3 separate regions of the Mus musculus genome follow, and regions 1 and 2 are each linked to region 3. The links are chromatin contacts, called in public Hi-C and Micro-C maps. All regions are on one chromosome and are shown on one strand. Each heading gives the region's core, a stretch centred on a gene start, on an enhancer-like site or on the middle of the called end of the contact. The rest is flanking DNA. Distances are from core to core; before and after follow the strand shown.

Region 1 (3,278 bases), core at 720-3,219, 190 kb before region 3:
GAGTCAGCTTTTCATCCAAACCTGGAACTCACCAACTCAGCAAGCCAGCTGGCCAGCAGCTCAGGGAAAGCTTTTATCTCCACCTCTCTAGCACAGGGATTTGTGCATGAATGCACCTCCCCACCAGGCATTTTACAGGGATGTAGTGGCTCAAACTCTGATCCTCACGAGTTTGTAGCAAGCACTCTATCAACTGAATCATCTCCAAGGCTTTTCTTTACTCTATTTGACAAATATCTAAGATGTCCTGTGGTATACCAGGCACCATCCTTACGACAGAGGATCATCGCGATAAGAGTCACTGTCCCTAGGAGTTCCTTATTCCCAGCCCTCTTCCTTCTACCCTCTTCTCTCTCTGGAAGACAGAATTCAGGAATTCAGATAGTGATCAGTCCTGTTATTCGTGGGTGGCTGATAAGGTTCAGTCTTGATAAAAGACTCTCTGGCTATCTCCAGACTCTTCTGGACAATGTAAGGAAAGACCAAGAACTGCTCCTAATCTTCCCTTATCAGATGGACAGCAGAAGTGAAATGTTCAGCATTCGGCCAAACCTGATGCCTACACAGGCATCCTGGGCAAGGATTCCAGATGCAGGATAAGCCAAGAGAACATTACATTGTTGTGTTTAAGAGGCTCCTGATAAATACATTCCAAATTGATTTAGAGCCTTAAGTAAAGCCCCTTTAAGTGTAAACACACTAAACATTTCAAAAATCAGTAAAGGACCATTGAAACAGCTTAGTAGGTGAAGTGCTTACCACAAGCCTGGCCACCTATGAATTTTCTCTGAGTCTATGACATCTATAGAAGGGACTATGAGAGGAGCAAAGCCATTCATAATGGCTTCTTAAGCTGATGGCCAGCAGGTGTGTGTGTGTGTGTGTGTGTGTGTGTGTGTGTGTGTGTGTGTGTATTTTTATCTTGCAAGTCCTTTTGGTATCATTCTATGCCCTCTGGGTTAGCTGAGGATGAATGACTTGCTGAATTCTCTGGAAGTTTTAGTAAGCTTAGAAACAAAGCTAGAAAGAGAGGGGGAAGGGCAGAGTGGCAAGATGGTGTGTGTGTGTGTGTGTGTGTGTGTGTGTATGAGAGGGAGAGAGAGAGAGAGAAAGAGAGAGAGAGAAAGAGAGGGGGGGATATATGTGTCAGGGACAAAAGGATAGCTTATGGGAGTCAGTTCTGTCTACCATGTAGATCCTGGGGTTTAATTCAAGCCCTTTGGCTTGATAGCAAGTGCCTTTGTCCACTGAACCACCTCACCAGCCCTATACATTTCTGTGTTCATGCCAGAGGTAGGTGTAAACTGACAAACCTCACAAACTTTGGATCACATGCTTGATGTTCTAGGTAAGAAATGAATAGGACAGATTTAAGTGAGGGCCACAGTGTGGATATTCCTTCCTTTCTTTCTTTTCTAATGCACTAAGAAAGAAAATGAATTGACTGGATTTTGATCAGTTCAGGTTTAAAAGAGCTGATCCAGAAATGAGTCTCTTTGTTGCACATCAAATCCTGTATCTTTATCTTTGTTGCACATCAAGTCCTGTGTCCTGTGAATAAATCAAAGCAAGTTAGAGAAATATGTATTGACTCTTTGTAAAGGATACTGACATGGTGCTGGTGTCAGATGCACTTGTCGCAGGTTCTGCACCAACGACACCTGGAGCTGCTTCCCAGGACTCTCAGAGCGTCATGATAACCAGATTTGGTTTTGTGTGGTGTCTTTGCCTTCCACCTACATCACCCATCACTCACCCATTACCTCTCCATCTCAGCCTTCATAGGCTAGCTACGTAGAAAAACATCAGGCTCAAAACAGGCTAGGCAGAGCTGTCTTCAGAGAGACAAGGGCCGTGTCCATAGCTACCATTAAATGAAAAGTGTTTTCCTTGTGTTGAGCTCATGAAGATCCATATTCTTAGACACAGAGCCAAAAATAATGGGCTTGCTTTTCCCGGTGTGGGAGGGACCCTGCCCTATGACCCAAGCTGCCCACACAACCACTGAGTAAGAGCCTTGTGACCTCTTAGAGGAAACATCCTGACTGAAAACAAGGAATTGTCACTTTAAATTGAAAAGTGTTTTGGTTTTTTTTCCTTTTTCCCTTGAGTCTTGAGTTAGTTAAAACACTCTGAAAGTTCATTGTGGTTTTAGTATAAATAACAAAACTATTATATGTAGCAGTAGGAAAGTAGTCATCACTGGTGGCTATGTTCCATCTTTTATATTGAAAACCTTAGGATTGGGGAAAAGCATTTGCATTGATGTCTCTCCCTGTTGGAAATAAGATGAGAATAAATTCAGGAGACAAGTGAAAATGAAGCAGTTCCTAATTTACAGTTCTATAGAAAGGGACGGTGTCTTAGAGAAAAGGCAAAACTGAATGGTGTACTGATTGGGAACAAACTGGCTTAAAAATCTCCCAATCAGGAGTCAATAAATTCCTGTCCTTTTCTTCTGTAGGCTAGGATTTGTCCCTTCCCCAAGTCCCACATTGATTGGGCTAGGACACAGCCTCAGATAATATCTAATTCCAGGCTCATGGACTCAGTCATATAGCAAACTACTTGTAACTTCTCAACTCTCCCCGTGTTCTGAGATGGACAGACGTCGGCCACGAGCTAGGGAAGAAAGGGTTCTATCACCTCCCACTTGCCTGTAACTAGAATCACCTCATATTAAAATGCAATCTATTATATTTCTTGTTTGTTTGTTTGTTTGTTTGTTTCAAGACAGGGTTTCTCTGTATATCCCTTACTGTCCTGGAATTCACCTTGTAAACGGTTTTAACACACAAACACAATTTTGTTTGTTTAAGTTCTACACAGCAATAAAAATGACTGTTTCAGTTTTCTCAGATGATGTTAGAGCTGTATCATGGGCACTCCTTGTCCAACTTGCAAGCAGTTTCCCTAAAGAGTCTCCATTCCCTAGCCTTCCCTTCCCCAGTCCCCTCTTTCCTAGATTGTTTACGGATTATATAAAGTTGGGGACAAACCTTGTGAATCGTGTAGCTGTCTAAGCCTCCTGAGCCCTGTAACTTCTGTTAGCTTTCTGGACCCTGTAAAGTTTCTTACTTTTCTACACTGGTTTGTTTTTTGTCAACTCGATACAATACTAGAATCATTTGAGAAGAGGGAACTGCAATTGAGAAAATGCTCCATAAGAGTGGCCTGTGAACAATCCTGAGAGGCGTTTTCTTGACTGGTGATTGGTATAAGAAAGTTCCAGTCCATTGTAAATGGTGCCATCCCTGGGCTGATGGTCCTGAGATGTC
Region 2 (2,934 bases), core at 236-2,735, 140 kb before region 3:
GTTAGGCTGGAGACATTAAACTAAACCATCCTTTCCTTATGAATGTGCTACTAAAAGCTACTTCTTCAGGATGTGAACAGGTAAGGGAAGGATTCTACCATTCACCAGGTTTGAGAAACAGAGGGTTATATAAAGTTAAATTAATCGTCCTTCATCTTCTTAGAGTCAATAATGAGGCACTGCTCATTCTGAGTCTGCAAAATGATGATTTATAAGGCAGCGTTAGCCAAGCGTATCTGGCCACAATACTTTCCCAAGAGAATTCTGTGTGGTTTGTATTAAATAATAAACCAAACAACTTCAGCACAAACACCTGTCCACGGAGCCGGGCAGATCACCCACTTGCAGTCTGTAGGTGCTGATTCTGAAACACATTATAACACAGGAGTCATGGCAGTATGCCACATGGGTAGTGACAAAACTTATGTCACAGCTACCATAGCATTTGTCTAACAGAATAAATCTCCTGCTACCCCAGGAAATAAATATTGGATTCACCATACCATGCTCTGAGAGAGTACATTTTTGAGACCATCCGGTTGGATCTATTCTTGTAGAAAGAAAACAGGAGAAAATAAGACAAAGCCTGGCATGATACGTGGAGGGAAAAGTGACAAAAGTGCCATACTAAAGGCAGACCATTGCTAAACAAAAAACTAGTTCCTTTCGATTTTACTTCTGAATGTGGGGTTGGCTTAAAGGCTTAAAGGATTTGGTGGTTTTTTTAACATAGATCCAGCCCCCAAGAAAGGCAAGGAAGACATCTGGCAAAATACTGAAGATTTGTGTCTTCTTCATAAAGTGTATTTCTCAGTTGTATGTTCCTTCTTTGTTCAATGTTCTTTATTTAAAATTTAGATGTTGGGGTGAGCTTCAAAGATGTGCAGGCTGCTCTGGGAGGCTGAAAAGGTATGACACACAAGAACAGTGGCTGTTACACACCCTGGCCCTTTCCCGAGGAGTGGCTCCAATTCATTGAAGTGAGACTCGGTGGCTATATCTTTACTAGGTGATATGAACCATGGATGATATATTCAGTAGTGACATCTGTAATATAGTCAGGGTCTTCAAATTGCCTCTCCGAGGACCATAGACATTTTTATTAAGCAAAGCAGTCAAGGTAAAATTCGGGGCAGGGACATAAGTACAAGGTGACGAGACAATCACCCACCTGGGTCACAGGACAAAGCAGAAACCCAGTTACCAGAATAGAAGCACAATGTCAGAGGCGTGCACCAGCTCATCAGTGGTCAACCTGCATTTCAATACTCCTTAATTCCCAACAGATGCCATGGCTGGGTTGGTCTCAGACTCCTGAGCCTGCAGGCAGGGGCCCAGGACAAGCAGTCAGGGTTCCAAGCACAAGAATCCAGTGCTCACAGAGCCATTTCTTAGGCTTCTTTTCCATGATGACAGGGCACTGAGGTCCCGGTCAGCATGACTGCCAAGCAGAGTGGGCAGCAGAGAAGAAGGAAGTCAAGGAAAAGGGGGCACTGTCATTGGCCTGGCTTGCTGGTCCTGCAGGGAGTGGTGTCTGAGGGTGGAAAAGAGAGAGGGCTGCATTTGTTTGTTTATTTCCTCATGGCAACTTACAAACTTAGCCAAACGCAGATAAAAATTAAGTGCATGAAAACTTTCCTAACCTTCTGACTCAGAAATGTTACTAAATATGTGGGTCAGATGTAGGCGGATATAAGCAAAATCCTAAGCCCCACCCAACAGTCTCTACACGGTTTCCCCTCTGCCTTCACACAGAAAGAACTCTCAGTGCCACTGAGATGAGTTTATTTGATTTTTCTAAAATAATACAAAAGGAAAGCCAATGTGCGCCTTCCTTATGTCGCCTAAGCTCAAAGCATTGAACCATATGAGTAGACACTTGGTCACAACTTGGGATTGGTTATTTCTCTTTGTATTCTCTCTTAGTTCTCTCTGCCTTTCCGCCATTCCTGTGACAGCACATGACTGGGGTGTCCCCAAGACTAAAGGCAATATCTCCAGTGGGCTGAGACCAAGGATCAGCAAAGGAATAGAATAGTGTTGACAATGGTTTCTGACATGGCTTGCTTTCAGTGAGTAGCTCCTGGTGAGACAGGTTGACCAGCAGCTGGCAAAGGAAAAATTGATTCATTTTCAATAAATATTGGGTCAAGAGTTCAGTTGATCCATGCACATTTCTAGATTTCATTTGTGCTTTAATGAACTAGCTGGGGCAGGTGGAGGGGGTGGGGCAACTGTAAAACCAAGGGAATTCCTGTCGGACCACACCACAGAGCTCAGTGTAAAACTCAAAACTGCTTGCCACATGGGCGTGTTGATAAAGTACCTGCTGTGCAATGTGAAGACCCAGGTTGGAGCCCAGCACACACGTGAAAAAGCCAGGTGTGGTGGTTCACATCTCTAACTCCAGCACTGAGAGCAGAGAGTCGGGCAGAGCCTGGACATTCATTTGTCAGCCAGCCTAGCCAAACCGATACCCTTCAGGCTCAGTGGGAGGCTCTGTCTCAAGAACCAAAAGTGAATTGAGGAAAGGCACCCAACACTGATGTCTGTCCTACACACACACACTGACACACACACACTGACACATACACACACATGCTCCCACACACATGCACACACATGTGCATGCACATGCACTCATATACATGCATATGCATAGGCATACACACACACACACACACACACACACACATTTTTAAAGGTGAAAAATGTCACCAAACTTCACAAAAGAAATTAAAACTTCTCTTTCCTTAAAAGGAAAGAAATGTATTCATGCATGTATTTTGTGTATGTGGGTGCTTTGTCTGCATGCACATCCACACAGCAGAAGAAGGCACTGGATCCCGTTATAGATGGTTAAAGCTGTCATGTGGGCTGTGAGAATTGAACTCAGGACCTCTGGAACATCAACCAGTGCTCTTAACCACTGAG
Region 3 (3,070 bases), core at 37-2,536:
TGGGTGATGGAGAGGAAGAGTGAATGAACGAAGGCTTTAACATCTGGCAGGGGAATTTATGAGATCTGACCACCTGGCGGCTCCTGTTAGTGATATATGTTCAATAATAACAGCCGTCAAAACAGGAAATGCATGGAGAGGTTACTGTCCATTAGTCATCTGTCTTGAAGTCCTGTCTGACCTCAGCAACAGTGACACTCATTGTTTTTAAGGCCCCAGGAATTTGCACATGGAGCTGTGAGACCCATGAGCTAAAATAAGTAGGGCAAATTCCTCCAGAAAGCTGTGCCCTGTGGAAACTGGTGAAGCGTTTAAGAGGCAACCTGCCCAAGGTTGAATACAGCTCTATCATTTGTCATCTGTGTGACCATGAGTTACAGAAGGTTTTCATCACCCTGTCTCAGTTAAAAGCAATATCCAATACTCATCAGTGCTGTCTTGGGTTCAAATCAATACTCAAACTTGCAGGACAGCAACAGACTCCACTCCGGGCATTATTAGTTTATTTGGAAGCCTATCAGACATTCTGCCACATAGGAGTCCTTGCCATAGTCAGCACAGATTCAAGTTTAAAGAGTTAAAATTTATACCAGCCAGGAATTTCTTCGGCTTAATAATCCTCGTGCCTTCTACTCTCCACAAAGACCTGGTAGCAGTCCTTGCAACAAATGCATAAGCATAACTTTCAGGTCGTCGTTCCCCCTCCCCCACCCCCACCCCCCATAATAAGGGCATTGCCAGGTCCAAGTGTTAAAAAAAAAAAAGCCAAAAAATGTAGCTTTCTAACACAGATTTCTGTGCTCCTAGTCTAGAAACAGTTCACAATCTGGTGTCAGCCTCACCATAAGCAATGTTGCCTAGCACCCGGGTTGACAATATATTCATGACTGGCTTCCATAGTAACAGTTAAGCAGAGGTCAAATCGTCATGTGTCATGGGAATTTGAATAGGATAACTCTTTTACCTCGAGATAATAATGGTAACTATCTCACACCACCATTCCAAGGTGATGAATTCACTTGTGTCCAGAGTTTAGACCACATAGAGTATAGCAAATAGTCTAAATATCAGATCTTCTTGATGTAGACTTCTGGAATTGCCTCAATTTTCTCCTTCCAGTATAGGATTTGGTTATTTTTTTTTTTAGTTGTTTCAGCTATTTCTAAATATTCCATCAAATTGAACTTCTGCTTGGGTTGACCAGAAGCCCTTTCTACCGGCACTTATGGACTCTTAGTGACCCCAGAGTGGCTAAAGGAGGAACTATCTGAGACGGGTAGTGTGAGTCAAGTCAGTTCTTACCCTTAGTCTCAGCTCTCTACAGTGGCCACGTGAGAGCTTGAAGCTTCCTACTCACCCAAAGGACCAAGGGCCCTGGGGCTCATGTGGCTTCTAGCCCAGGGCCTAAGACATCCATGCTATCAAGGAAGAAGCCACGTTAGTCTAGTAACTTTTCCTGTGATTCTCAATTCAGTTAATTAGTGACATTGGGACAGAATGTACATTTATGTGGAGTGTGGTGGCAAAACCGAAAAGTTGTGAAAGAGCTCACCAGGGGAGCTTGAACTCAGATAAACAAGACCAGGATTCGATTATGTGATTTTTTTTTTTATTTTTTTTTTTTTACCAGAACAAAGACTTCAGTCCAGTGAGGAGCAGAGTACAATGAAACATTTCTCCAAGAAGCCTCCAAATGGCGTATTCATTTCCTCCTGCCATCTGACAGATAGGAATGACCCTATCAGCAGATCTTGTTCCTCTCTGTCTCAATGAGGTAACCGTCCGGTGTGGAAACATGATGACTCGCTTTGCGGCATTTCTCCCTCCTGTCTCCTTTTTATGGCCACAGTGTCTGGCTTTTGCAATTGATCAGTCCCCACCTTGTCCCAGATTCCCCAAATCCCTTCCCTCCAACACCCTGGGTCAGAGCTGGTTTCTGACTAAAATAAGCAGAGCGAAAAACCAAGGTGACTTTCTGGTCCTGGGGTTGGGCGAGCTGACTGAAGCTGTTCATCTTGTTAAAGGGAGCGTTCATACGTACACTATTGACTTAAAGAACTGAAAAGACAGGGTTTTTATTTAAAAATTGGAGGTGAGATGTATACAAGAAGTGTCTGGATACAGGCTGATGATCTCTGACTCCTTCCCTTCTGGGAAGGCAGAGCACAGTCTAGGGCTCTTCCCTCCACACGACTTCCACCATGATATCTGTCTTACTGCAAAACTATTCTCATTCATTTTTTTCAGAAGTCCCTACTTTACCTTTCCTGAATTCAATGTACCCACAAAATAACAGAATCAATAAACTAGTTTTAGTTTTTACTTAACAAACTTACAGATCTCTTACAATGTACCAGGCAGGTTCTGAGTATTTTGCAAATGCTACCTCACTGAATCTTCACAACTGTCCCAATAAGGCAAGACTCCTGTCAACCCCGTCACAGCCTAGGAGGAAACTGAGGCTGAGATTAGAGATGAAATGATCACATATAAGTGGCTCACCGAGAGCTGGAATCTAGGTAGGACAGCTCTACAATTTAAGTTTAACCAGAGTCAAGCTATATCAGTCATTGTGCCATTAGACCCTATCACCTTCTAAGTTAGACTAAGACAGAGCCAAAACTGTTGCATCTTCTTGTGTTGGTCACCATCTAAGATCACCTCATTCCCCACCTACTACAATAAAACAGAGGAGAAAGAGCTTCCATCTTAGAAGACAACTGCAATTTCTGTCCCTCTGTTTTTACCATGTTGTGGCTTTGGTCAGGCTCATTGGCTGGCCTGTGATGCCTCAGTTTCTCCACATATTCGCTACAGACATTGATCCCTTCTTCCACAGGTTATCGGAGAGGCTGAAGAGATCATAGCGCTACAAGTGCTTTGGGAATTGTTTCTGCCACTAGTGAACCTTGCCCCTCTGATGATGAATACGTGCTGTAATTAAGAAAGCAGTGTCCCCATTTCTTCATTACAGGCAGCCCTTACCAGTTGGGGAAAAAAAAAATCTCTCAAATAAAAGAAGTAAGTCCTTATGTTTCTTTGTGCTAGAGGCTGTTGCTGCTGCCAGCAA

The links. A called contact is a pair of places that touch in the nucleus more often than the background predicts.
Region 1: a contact with region 3 is called in a Micro-C map of macrophages, with 3 times the contacts expected there. The contact joins two enhancer-like sites. A contact is called at or near these places in 10 of 484 Hi-C or Micro-C datasets (the HPC-7 cell line, MC3T3-E1-derived osteoblasts, brown adipocytes and 6 more) and 1 of 115 datasets of contacts at active chromatin or transcription factors (pancreatic cancer cells).
Region 2: a contact with region 3 is called in a Hi-C map of peritoneal macrophages, with 5 times the contacts expected there. The contact joins two enhancer-like sites. A contact is called at or near these places in 4 of 484 Hi-C or Micro-C datasets (cortical neurons, embryonic stem cells, macrophages and 1 more) and 1 of 115 datasets of contacts at active chromatin or transcription factors (neural progenitor cells).

Annotation. Positions count from the first base shown.
Region 1 is chr1:71,915,207-71,918,484 of GRCm38.p6, forward strand. No RefSeq gene overlaps it. Among named protein-coding and RNA genes, the nearest start is that of Gm28818, 18 kb to the left of the region's middle. Within about 2 kb of position 1,970, at least 26 of the 459 cell types and tissues checked have an H3K27ac peak or open chromatin away from gene starts, as enhancers often do. A contact at or near this core is called in macrophages, where this site is marked.
Region 2 is chr1:71,966,251-71,969,184 of GRCm38.p6, forward strand. The region is part of intron 1 of 4933417E11Rik (RIKEN cDNA 4933417E11 gene); the gene reads right to left. Among named protein-coding and RNA genes, the nearest start is that of 4933417E11Rik, 37 kb to the right of the region's middle. Within about 2 kb of position 1,486, at least 15 of the 459 cell types and tissues checked have an H3K27ac peak or open chromatin away from gene starts, as enhancers often do. A contact at or near this core is called in peritoneal macrophages, where this site is marked.
Region 3 is chr1:72,105,530-72,108,599 of GRCm38.p6, forward strand. Gm4319 (predicted gene 4319) reads right to left here. Exons shown (of 3, transcript NR_166632.1): 3 at 1,588-3,070. Among named protein-coding and RNA genes, the nearest start is that of Gm4319, 17 kb to the right of the region's middle. Within about 2 kb of position 1,287, at least 38 of the 459 cell types and tissues checked have an H3K27ac peak or open chromatin away from gene starts, as enhancers often do. A contact at or near this core is called in macrophages and peritoneal macrophages, where this site is marked.